Linked DNA regions of Mus musculus: region 2 is linked to region 1. Evidence: chromatin contacts called from public HiCAR-type data. All regions are on one chromosome and are shown on one strand. Each heading gives the region's core, a stretch centred on a gene start, on an enhancer-like site or on the middle of the called end of the contact. The rest is flanking DNA. Distances are from core to core; before and after follow the strand shown.

Region 1 (5,496 bases), core at 114-2,613:
TCATTTATCGCATTTCATTGCTCTTTCTAGTACCGTCCTTTTGTATACAAATTCCTCATCGCGACCATCTACTGCATTATTAGATCACAGGGTGCTATACACACTAAAACAAGGCACTAAAGGGGGGAAATGGGTAAAGGCTTATAAATCCAGTTTAAAAACAAACAAACTGGGGGGGGGGCGCTTAACTGTCATTTAAAGTACAGCAAAACAACATTAGATTAGGATTGCATAGTCCTAAAAATCTGGTGCAAACTGGGCCAAATTCTCCAGTTTCTGTCGGTGGGCCCATTGAGGAGTTTCCACAGAAGACTACGCTTAGTAAAAGGAAACCGAGGTAAACGAAGGTGGATTTAGATCGGGGAGGATCCCCCCGCCCCCCGATCTAAACCACACAGCGGGGAGAAGAGAGAAGGCCTCCGCTGCACATGGAGCCTGAGAAGCTGCTACCTGAACACCTCACCAGGGAGAAGAGGGCAGGCGTGCAAAGGAGGTCGGGCCCCAGCTCCAGACCGGAGCGCGAAGAGCGTCTCCACACTTACCACTCTCCACCTTAAATTTCTCGTGCCGCCCCTTCAGGCAGTCGATCTCGGACTGCTGCTCGGCCAGGAACTTCTCAAGTTTGTTCTGCGTCGACTTCGGCAGTTTGTTCAGTTCCGGGCGCTCCAGCACTTGCTGCAACACCGCCGCCATGTCGGCCGGGATCGCGGCAACAGCCGCAGCGGCTGAAGGAGAAGCCAAGGAGCAAGGAGAAGCGCGGAGCCCAGCCGCCGGAGCCGCCCCGTCCGCCGCCTCGCTCGCGGTCTCTCGCGCGCCTGCCCGCCTGAGACTCCCGCGGCGGGACCCTGGGAAAGAGAGTCCCGCGTTAGGTGCAGCCAGAGCCGCGCCGCCGCGCCCTCTCTGCGCACGCAGCCACCGGGAGCTAGGCACGCTGGGAAAGCGAGTTCACAGCAGCCTCGGCCCCAGTTTTTTGGGGATTTCACCGGTTTCCAGCCCCAGAGACTCTTGGGAAATGTAGTGTATTTCTCACCCGCTTACGCGCGCTCAGGCCGCACCTCTCGCCCCACTTCCTTCTTTCTCCCCGCCCCCGGCTCGCCTCCTATGGCTGTGACGAGTGCCCGCGCGGGGGCGCTACATAAGTACGCAGCCACCCTCGTCCTTATCCCGGAGGAGCAAGACGACCTTACCGTCAAAACCCCGGGATGTCATGGGTACTCCTCTGTGGCCACTTCTAGAAGCCGAGCCACCAGAGGTCATGGGTCACGGCAGGGTGTCTCGACAGGCTCTGGGCTACCGCCACGATCTTAACGGTGCCCCGAGAGGGGCGGGGTGCAGGCCTCCCTCGCTTGGGTAGAAGAGCTGCGGAGATGGGTGCGGGACGGCTTGCGTCATCAGTCTGCACCCGTTGGGGCCGCGACCCGCGTTTGGAGTAGGAAGTGTCTCTGCTGTCGCTTTCTGATGAGATCATTGGCTGTGGACGTGGGGACCTGAGTGGCACCTGGCCTTTGAAGGTAGCTACTTGTACCCTAACTCGAGTTCTCTCGCTGACAGAAAGCTCCAGGGATTTATTTGCCACATGTGCACATTCTGAGATCAAGTTAGTCGGCCAAGGAATATGTGTGCACCCGGGCACCACCAGCTTCCTTTTCGGGGAGAAAAGAAAGGATTTAGGGACCATATGGAACAGTCAGTCACTGGTGCACACTCAAGCCCTGTTCGGAGGAGATTAGCTTAGTGTCAAACCTGGTACCTACATGCTTTTGTGGGTGTGAGGTACCGAATGACTTAGTGCGAAATTAAAGTAGTCTGGTTAATATTTTAAACAGAAAAAAAATCAAATTTTGTTGTTTATGTAGTAAGATGACATTGCAGGCAAATGTCTGATGTTGACGTTTTTAATTTTAACATTTTTAGGACAGTTTTATTGAGACACTTGTCATTTTGCCACAGTAACAGAACTATGTCTGTTTCCCGAACACGACTCAGCAATATCAGCGTGTACTTCGTTTCATGGCTGGGTACTTTTCTGGAAGAATTTGTTGCCTTTTGATTGAAAATAAGGAGAGCACATGCCTGTGGTGTCAGCTACAGGGATTAAGAGGTGGGGGGGTTATCATTCCAGGACAGCCTGTGTTAGGAGTCAGGCTCTGTCTTAATGAAGGGGATGGGAGGGATTAAATTAGTAGGAGATTCATAACTGAATTCACAAGCTGAAGAAGAGGACAGGAGATGAGAACAGGAGATGTTCCTGCAATGATTCAATTGAAGGGCTGAGTATCATTGCCACCGCAAGCAAAACAGATTGAGAGAACTTAAATCCCACCTTTCACACTCACTACTTTAGTCATTTGGAGGAGTTATTTAACATTTCTTTTTGATTTCTTTATGTATAAAACGGAGACGACAATAATAGTACTTACCGTGCAGGAATTTGTATTAAATATCAATACATGTGAAGTCCTTAGAAAAATGTCCCGTGTAGAATTGAAGCAATATAGATAATTGTCATTGCAGACTGGTTACCTAAGTGGCTGTTATTAGGAGTTGTCTCATAGCAGCAATCACACATTTGTGCCTTCCCACCTTGCACAATTTGTAGAAAACAGTCGTTTTACAGTCACTATTGGGTAAACAAATTTGAGTCTCTCTCCTCTTAATGAACTAATCAGAAATTCAGCTTCCATATTTTAGAAACAAGAATATCGAAGTTCACCAATAAATTGTCATAGAGAATGCAGCTAAGGAGTAGATCTAAAATAAGAAATTAGATGTGTTGAATGGTATCCTTATTTCCTTATCCCAAGAGTGAGAAGTAACTTTGCTTTCTCATGGCAATTGGTAATTATATTTGTTATTGTTGTTTTGTTTTCTTCCTGTGTCTTTCCAGGCAGGGTTTCACTCTTTAGATCAGATTGTCCCAGAACTCACTATATAGCTTTGGCTGGCCTCCAGCTCAAAGCGCCAAGTCTGTTTCATCCTCAAGGGTACAGCAATTCCAGGCTTGCACCACCATATCTGGCTGGGACTCTTGTTCCTTCTTTTCTTTTCTCAAAAGATTTTTGGATTTATTATCGTTTGGTGTGTATATTTGTGTGAACAAGCTACATGTGTGCAGACTTGAGAAGTGGGAGTCAGATTTCCTGGAGTTGCAGCTAAAGGCATTTGTGCACCTCTGGACTTGGATGCTGGAAACCGAACCCAAGCTCTGTGGAAAAGCAGCATGGGCTGCTAACCGTTAAGCCACCACTCTGGCCCCAAGGGAGTTCTTTCTTTCTTTCTTTTTTTTTTTGACAGGGTTTCTCTGTGTAGCCCTGGCTGTCCTGGAACTCACTCTGTAGACCAGGCTGGCCTCGAACTCAGAAATCCACCTGCCTCTACCTCCCAAGTGCTAGGATTAAAGGCGTGCGCCACCACTGCCTAGCAGCGGGAGTTTTTTCTTATAGCACTGTACTAAGAATTCCAAAGCTGGGAGCTGGAGAGATGGCTCAGCAGTTAAGACCACTGACTGCTCTTTCAGAGGTCCTAAGTTCAATTCCCATCAACCACATGGTTACTCACAACCATCTGTAATGAGATCTGATGCTCTCTTCTGGTGTGTCTGAAGACAGCGACAGTGTACTCACATAAATAAAATAAATTTAAAAAATTAAAAAAAAAAAAGATTTCCAAAGCTGCATTTTAGTTGTACAGAAAAGAATGCCTTATTTTATAAATGATCACTGCAAGAAATAGGAGAGTTTTGGGAATGGGCCACTCTTTTTGTTCTATTGCCTGTCCACCAATGCTAAAACATCAGAAATCGCTTTTCCCCCCAAAATGCTAACTTTTATTTCTTGCAATTTAGGCTGTTGAATTGGCTGTCTATAATGGGAAGAACCTACATTGTAGAAGAGACTGTTGGCCAGTATCTTTCAAGCATCAACCTCCAGGGAAAACCTTTTGTCTCTGGTCTTTTGATAGGACAGGTATGTATATGTCTGCTACTCTGCAGGTTGATAAAAACAAATTACTCATTAGTTTCAATTATATATACGATTTACTAGTAAATTCAAAGTTGTGATGTGGACGGGACAGAATCTTAAATAGTTAACCTAAAGTGGATCTTTGAGTTAACATTTGAAAGAGTAGGAAATCTGGTTGAAACTTGAATAAGTATGATTATTTTTCCCTTTGGTACTTTGAAAGTAACTTGTAATGTCAGAAGGTCACAGTTTAAGCCTTCCTTGACCACATGATTTACATTTTGCTTTCTTTGTGTTTTGGACCGGATACACAGCTCAGCTGGTACTTGCCCAGCATATGTAAATAGCGCTCTAAGTTTCATCCCCCGTGTTACTGGTGGTTGTCAGAGTGGTCAAAGGCAGGATCAGTTCTTTCCAAGTTCTTGGCCTCTTATCCAAATAATTGGAAATAAGGACTCACATTTGCAAACGTGGCAAGATAACTTTGTAAGGAACAAAGCAGGAATCCAGATGCACTGCAGGCCACATGAGGGAGGTAGTGCCCAAATTATGTTTGTGACTTAGTTTTATGGGGTTCAAAAGATGGGCATTCTCGCCTTTAAGAATGCAGGTTGAGTGGTTGTCCATTTTGGTTGTTAGGTTAGATAAAGTCTGATACTCATTTCCCCAATCTACATGTCCTTCCCCATAATCCACCTGATTAATTTAATGCATAGGTATAAGATTTTTTTTTCTGACATGTTCACTTGATGGACAGTTTATCTAACTGCACGTGCTCTTAAAACTATCTTAGGCTCATTGGACATTTCTATTCTTCTTACCAGATATCTTAGGAATACACTTCAATAGAAACTGACTAATGTGGTTCTTACCAAGGACAAGGAAATCTATATTGTTGCTTAGAGATGGAAGAAATATGTAGCTTGGTACAGATAGGGGTCTGAGAGTGAGGCTGCTAGGAGAGAGGTGTTTGTGCATGGTTCCTGCAGGTTACGGGACTAGGCTATAAAGTATATTATAAAAGGGGACAGGTTTGCAATGACCCAAGTGAAATAGTATCTCAGGTAAGCTACCTCCATGCTTGCCTGCCTCACTCAGTATCTGTCAATCCAGGCGTTTTGAGATGTAGCCCACACTGGCTTTGAACTTACCATTCTTATTATAGTGTGAACTACCTTAACCAGCTCCACACTATCTTTATTTCTTCATTTTCTGCATTCTTTCTCTTTCAGCCTGGGCTATAGTGAAACCCAGTTCAAAAACAAAAGATTGATACCAGGGTCTTGTACATGCTAGGTGATCATTGTACCACCTGAGTTACTTCCACCATTCTAAAGACCACTCTAATTTATATTTAGGATATCCAAGTAAATGGCTGCTGTTACATACATCAAAGATAAGCAGCATACATATGAGAGACATGTCCCAAGGCTGTTCACTAAAATCAGTCCCCAAGAATATAGTTTTCATCATGAGTATTAGCAATTTAAATTACTGTAAATACTATTTAGTTTTTGTGTGCCATATGTAATTC
Region 2 (5,381 bases), core at 2,311-4,810, 1.1 Mb before region 1:
TGCCTCAAACAAAGTAAAAAGAAACAAAACAATCTCCAACTCCAACAAAACAAAACAAAAAAACAAAAACAAACTGAGCAGCCAAGTCTGCAAACCCACCGATTCCCCCAAATAAGAAAACAAAAAGAATGGAGAGGAGATTGGAAAGTCTACATTAGATGACAGGAAACATGTACAGAGCTTATTTTTGAAGGCACAACTTTTTTCTACAGCCATTGTTTGGGCTTGCTCCTTTGAACATAACTGTAGCCATTTTGTATTCAGCCTTTTTGTTTGTTTGTTAGTTTGTGTTAGTTTGTTTTTTGAGACTGGGTTTCTCTGTGTAGCCCTGGCTGTCCTGGAACCCCACTCTGTAGACCAGGCTGGTCTTGAACTCAGAAATCTGCCTGCTTCTGCCTCTCAAGTGCTGGGATTAAAGGCATGTGCCACCACCGCCTGGCTTTGATAAACTATTTTTAACTGAGATTTTTGCTCATATGGTTTGTGTGGCTAATCTTGAACCCCCAACAGTTATAGAGTAAACTTTCTTGGAGTTATTCATAGCATCCATGAACTAACTGGTGGCATCTCCATTGCTAACATTACAATTATTCACTTATAACTCTCCTTTTCTCTGGGCAGTGGTGGCACACGCCTTTAATCGCAGCACTTGGGAGGCAGAGGCAGGTGGATTTCTGAGTTCGAGGCCAGCCTGGTCTACAGAGTGAGTTCCAGTCCAGCCAGGACTGCACAGAGAAACCCTGTCTCAAAAAACCAAAACCAAAACCAAACCAAAACAAAACAAAAAACCCAAAACCAAACACACACACACACACACACACACCCCAACTAACTCTCCTTTTCTTCCTGAGCTAAGTTCGAGAATGCACCATCCTTGTAGATGTATTGACTTGGGTAACTGGTTCTGGCCAGTGGAATTCCATCAGTGATCGTGTCTCTTCCAAAGTAAGTTTTTGAAAGCTCCCGGTTATTCTTCAGTTTCTTTCTTTCTCTGCTACAGAGAATGAATTACTGTGACTCAGGTGCATCGATGGCTATTCTTAGTTGTCCATTTGACTATATCTGGAACTAACAAAAACCAAAAATGGAGGGGTATTTGCTTAATTTGAAGTGGGAAGATCCACTTCTAATCTGGATCTTTGATCTGGGAAGAGGCCTCTTTAATCAGGGCCACAGCTTCTGCTGGAAGTCTTTGCAAGCACATGGAAGAAGGAAGTTTTTGTTCTTTGCCTGCTTGCTCTTGCATTGCTAGCAAAACCATTCCTTCACTGGCATTGGAGACCACGTCTTTGGGATTCCTGCGTATACTACGGACTAGCTAAGATATCCCACCCTGTGGACTGAACTACTAGACTCTTGGACAGTCCATTTATAGGCAGCCATTATTGGGTTAGCTGGACTATAGCCATAGTGAGTATAATAAATTCCATTTCTCTCTAGAGAGAGATTCATTCTATAAGTCCTGTTACTCTAGAGGTCCCTGACTAACACAAGGGCTACAGCTAAGAGATTGAGGTCTCTGTCAATCTGGTTTCCAGAGAGACTGGAACAGTGATTTTGATTCTAATTAATCACTAAGGATGAGCAGGCGATAAACCTGTGTTGTATTGAATCTAAAGGTTTTAGAAATATTTCTTACCAAATGGCAGAACATAACTTTCCTGTTTAAGCCAATCTAGGATGATCCATTCCAAGTTTTTTGGTTTTCTTCCAGACAGGGTTTCTCTGTGTAGCCCTGGTTGTTCTGGAACTCACTCTGTAGACCAGGCTGTCCTTGAACTCACAGAGATCCATCTGTCTATGCCTCCTGAGTGCTTGGATTAAAGGTGTGGGCCACCGCAGACTGGTCTCATGCCAGTGAAGAGGTAAAATAGATGAAGTCACACTGATTTGTTAGAAGTATCTTTGTACTAAAGGATTTTTAGCCCAAAGTCTAACTTTTTAAATAATTTTTAATCTAAATATCCCATACGTTTTCTTCTTTAAAGACAATCCTACTGTGACCCTTTAAATAGGATATTAGATTTACCTGTATCTTCTGTGCTCCCTATAAATGACGGCCTTCCTTAACACTGATTGACTGGCTTCAAGCAGTTACACATCACGATTTCCAGAAGCGTTTGAACTAGAGCAAAGAGTTCTCAATTATGAACATTCCGCTTTGATGGAAGGTCAGTGTTTCTGCTCCAGACTACCCGTCTCCAGAGGATGGAGGAACACAACACTCGGGGTTATTTTGGCTTTGATTCACATCCCGGGAAAAGTTTAACCTTGGGCTTTTTAAATTGCTAGAGTGGACAGTAAGTGTGAGCACCAATCCTGGTTGGTCACATCTGGGATTAACAAAACACCAAACAACTGAGCACACTCGTGAATGTTTTCTTGATTGGATCATTCAAGCCTTGAAGTCCCATCTGAACTCTTTGCCACACCTTCTGTGGTAGCATACAAAAAAGGAAGGGGTGAGTAGAAAGCTTTCGCCAGCAAGATCTGATGCTGAGACATTACTTTACTGATATTAAAAAACACTTCTTTGGATTCCAACATAGGCCAACGACCCGCTGACACAGCCAGCACCAAGGGCTTAAAACTACTAGGTTCTTCACCTTGTAGTTTGGAGACAGTACTGTTGGCTTAGACCACAGCCTGTAAGCCACTCTAATACCCACCCCACCTCTCTCTATATTGCATATACTTAATATCCCCCCTCTCTATATGCTGAATATATTTAATATATATGCATTCTATTAGTTGTTTCTATAGAAAACCCCGAATAATACAATAAGTAAGAAAATTTTAAGCCACAGAAAAGGAATTCCATAATAACGTTACTGGAAGCTATAAGCCACCTCGCCCAATTTCAGTGCAGTGCAAATTAAGTGCCTTCCCATTTATCATCTGCTATTCTTGATTATCCTTTCAAGAGACCATGACCAATGAAACATTTTGAAGTTAGGGAACTTTTTTTCCTACGTGTTACTTAAAAGTTAAATGCAGGAATTACCGAGTGACAACTTGCAGGCTATTTTTTTGGGTAGTGGTGGTGGTAATGACAACTATCTATGGCTACTTATATTTTCAAATTCAGAACACTGAAAGCGTCAAGGAGGTCGATATAAAGAGTAGCAAGGAGATCATTAGGGACGTACTAACAAGCGCCTATTTCCAGAGTTGAAGGTCACTTTCCTTAGATCTTGCTGGCTTTGTATGCCTTAGAGATCCAAAGTCCGGAAAGTTCTGCAGCAGAAACCCTGAGGATTTACTTGGGCTGGGATGACTACGAGGACGAGGACGAAGTCAGGGGCTGGAAGCCCAAATCGAAACCTCAGCAGCGGGAGGGAAGGCGCAACCTGTGGGCTCAGACAGGCCCAGAAAGGCTCCAGGACGGGGGAAACAGACAGAAAGAAGACGCCCAAGTCAGCAGGCGTTGGCTGGGGGCTGCGCCGGCGCTGGGGGCGTCTGGCGAGCTGTAGCCACGGGCGGGGGCGGAGCCAGGGCCAGGGTGTGGGCGTGGCCCGGCGGTCCGGGCCTGCACTAGGCACGCCCCTTCCCCTACGCCAGGGGCCTCCCCGCGCGGTGCGCGTCCGCGTCCCGCGCCTCCGCCTCCTCGCTCGCTCGCTCGCTCGCTCGCTCCTTCCCGCCCTCCCCGCAGCTCCGGCCGAGCCGGCTCCCCCCTCCCCAGTCTCTCATGAATATTGAGCGGCCCCTGTTGTATTTCCCGAGCTCCATTGCGGAAGCCGAGACTCGCCATATTGTGCGGCGGCGCCGGCGGTTGATTCTCGAGTCTCGCTCCGGCCACTGCCAGCGCACCCCCGGGCTGGGGCAGGAGCCGGTGAGCTAGGCAGGGAGGGGGATGGCGACGTCTGCGAGGGCGGCGGGCTGGGGCAGGGGCACCCGGAACGGGCCGCGGCCCGAGCGGCGGCGGGGCTGGGGGTGTGTGTGTGTGTGTGTGTCCGCGGCCGCGAGGGGCCGTGAGGCGATGGCGCCGCCGCCCCCGGCCGTTCGCTCCGCCGCTCGCGGCCCGCCCGGGAGGGCTCATTGTTCGCGGCCCGTGAGCACCGGGCTGGCGAAGCGTCCGGAGCCCTTCGGGGAAGCGCACCCGCGCGGCCCTGGGCTTACGGCGGCCGGGGCCTCGAGGGCGGCACCGGAGCGCTGGGAGAACTTAGCCCTGGGCTTGCTCGCGGGGCCCGGAGGTCGGCGCCGTGGGGGCGGGGAGGGGCGCTCCGGGCCGACAGCTCTCCTTTGGGACCTGGCACCGGGGTGGGCTCGGGATCCCCTCTCGGCCCCACATTCCTGGAGAGCCGCCGCCTGCCCCGGAGTATCTGTTGCCGCCTCCGCGAGCCACGGGCTCACCCTGGAGGCGGTGTTGGGGGAGGGGGCGACTCCGTGGGTTCGAGCTGCTTCGCGTTTTGACCCCGGGCTGTGTTTGCCGAAATCCTTGGTCCACTCCCTCTGCCTGTCGGCTCCCGAGTCCCGGCCCTTGTTAGAATCGTTTCCTCGCTTCAGAAGTCGCCTTCATACTCGCAGAGATATTGTTGTTGGTTTAAAAAAAAAAAAAAAAAAAAAGGTCGGTCTTGGAAACTTTGAGGTTCCTTTCTTTGCTTTTGCCCACCGGAACAGATTACCGATTCATGTCCCCGAAGCCCCGTTGGGTGTCTTTTTAAAGAAGCTGTCGGAAGTTTGTATGCCTTGTGACTTGTTGTGGAAATGTCAGACTTTCTACACGGTGTGTGAAAAAGCTTAGCTAGGCTTTTAAGTATTTGGTATGCGGTTATTTCTTTTGAAATAAAAAAAAAGGAAGGCATAGTGTCAAGTAATTTAAGCCATATTTTAATTAAAAGTACCATAAGTCATTTGCATTCAATTATTTTTTGATAGTTTCGAGATAATCAACTGGAGTACTTAGTGGAATTGGTATCTAATTATTTGTAATTGTTGAATATTTTAATAAAGCAAATGTCGGGTTTTGAGATTTATTTTATTTTTATTTATTTACTTTTGCAAGCGACCCATTCAGTATTTTGAGATTTATTTTATTTTTATTTATTTACTTTTGCCAGCGACCCATTCAGTATTGTCCAGGCAAGCTGGCCTCATACTCGATACTGAGTTTAAGGCAATCCTCCTGTCTCAGCTTCCCTGGTGACAAGATTATAGACATTCAACACAGCTGTCTTACATTTTGTGTCTTAAGTTGAACTTTTAACCTCTGATTTATAAAGAACTTAAACGGCAACAATATTACTCCTGGATATACCTCTTTGCCCTCTAAAATCTCTACTTGCTACAATCAACAGGTATCCTTTTTTAAAGACTTGATGGTAACATCTAATCTATTTAGTAAAATAACTGATAAATATATAACACTCCAGTTGTTAGGT

The links. HiCAR-type assays count read pairs that join an accessible place to other places.
Region 2: a contact with region 1 is called in a HiCAR-type map of astrocytes, with 4 times the contacts expected there. The contact joins the promoter of Rnf2 here to the promoter of Tpr in region 1. A contact is called at or near these places in 3 of 39 promoter capture datasets (maxillary cranial neural crest, neural stem cells and neutrophils), 2 of 484 Hi-C or Micro-C datasets (B cells and neutrophils), 1 of 115 datasets of contacts at active chromatin or transcription factors (astrocytes) and 1 of 9 other capture datasets (liver).

The regions. Positions count from the first base shown.
Region 1 is chr1:150,388,705-150,394,200 of GRCm38.p6, reverse strand. Tpr (translocated promoter region, nuclear basket protein) reads right to left here and starts at 1,363. Exons shown (of 52, transcript NM_133780.3): 1 at 1,188-1,363; 2 at 543-845. The coding sequence starts at 1,257. It overlaps Odr4 (odr4 GPCR localization factor homolog), which reads left to right and starts at 1,146. Exons shown (of 14, transcript NM_145511.2): 1 at 1,146-1,511; 2 at 3,845-3,965. The coding sequence starts at 3,867.
Region 2 is chr1:151,499,170-151,504,550 of GRCm38.p6, reverse strand. Rnf2 (ring finger protein 2) reads left to right here and starts at 3,560. Exons shown (of 7, transcript NM_011277.3): 1 at 3,560-3,832.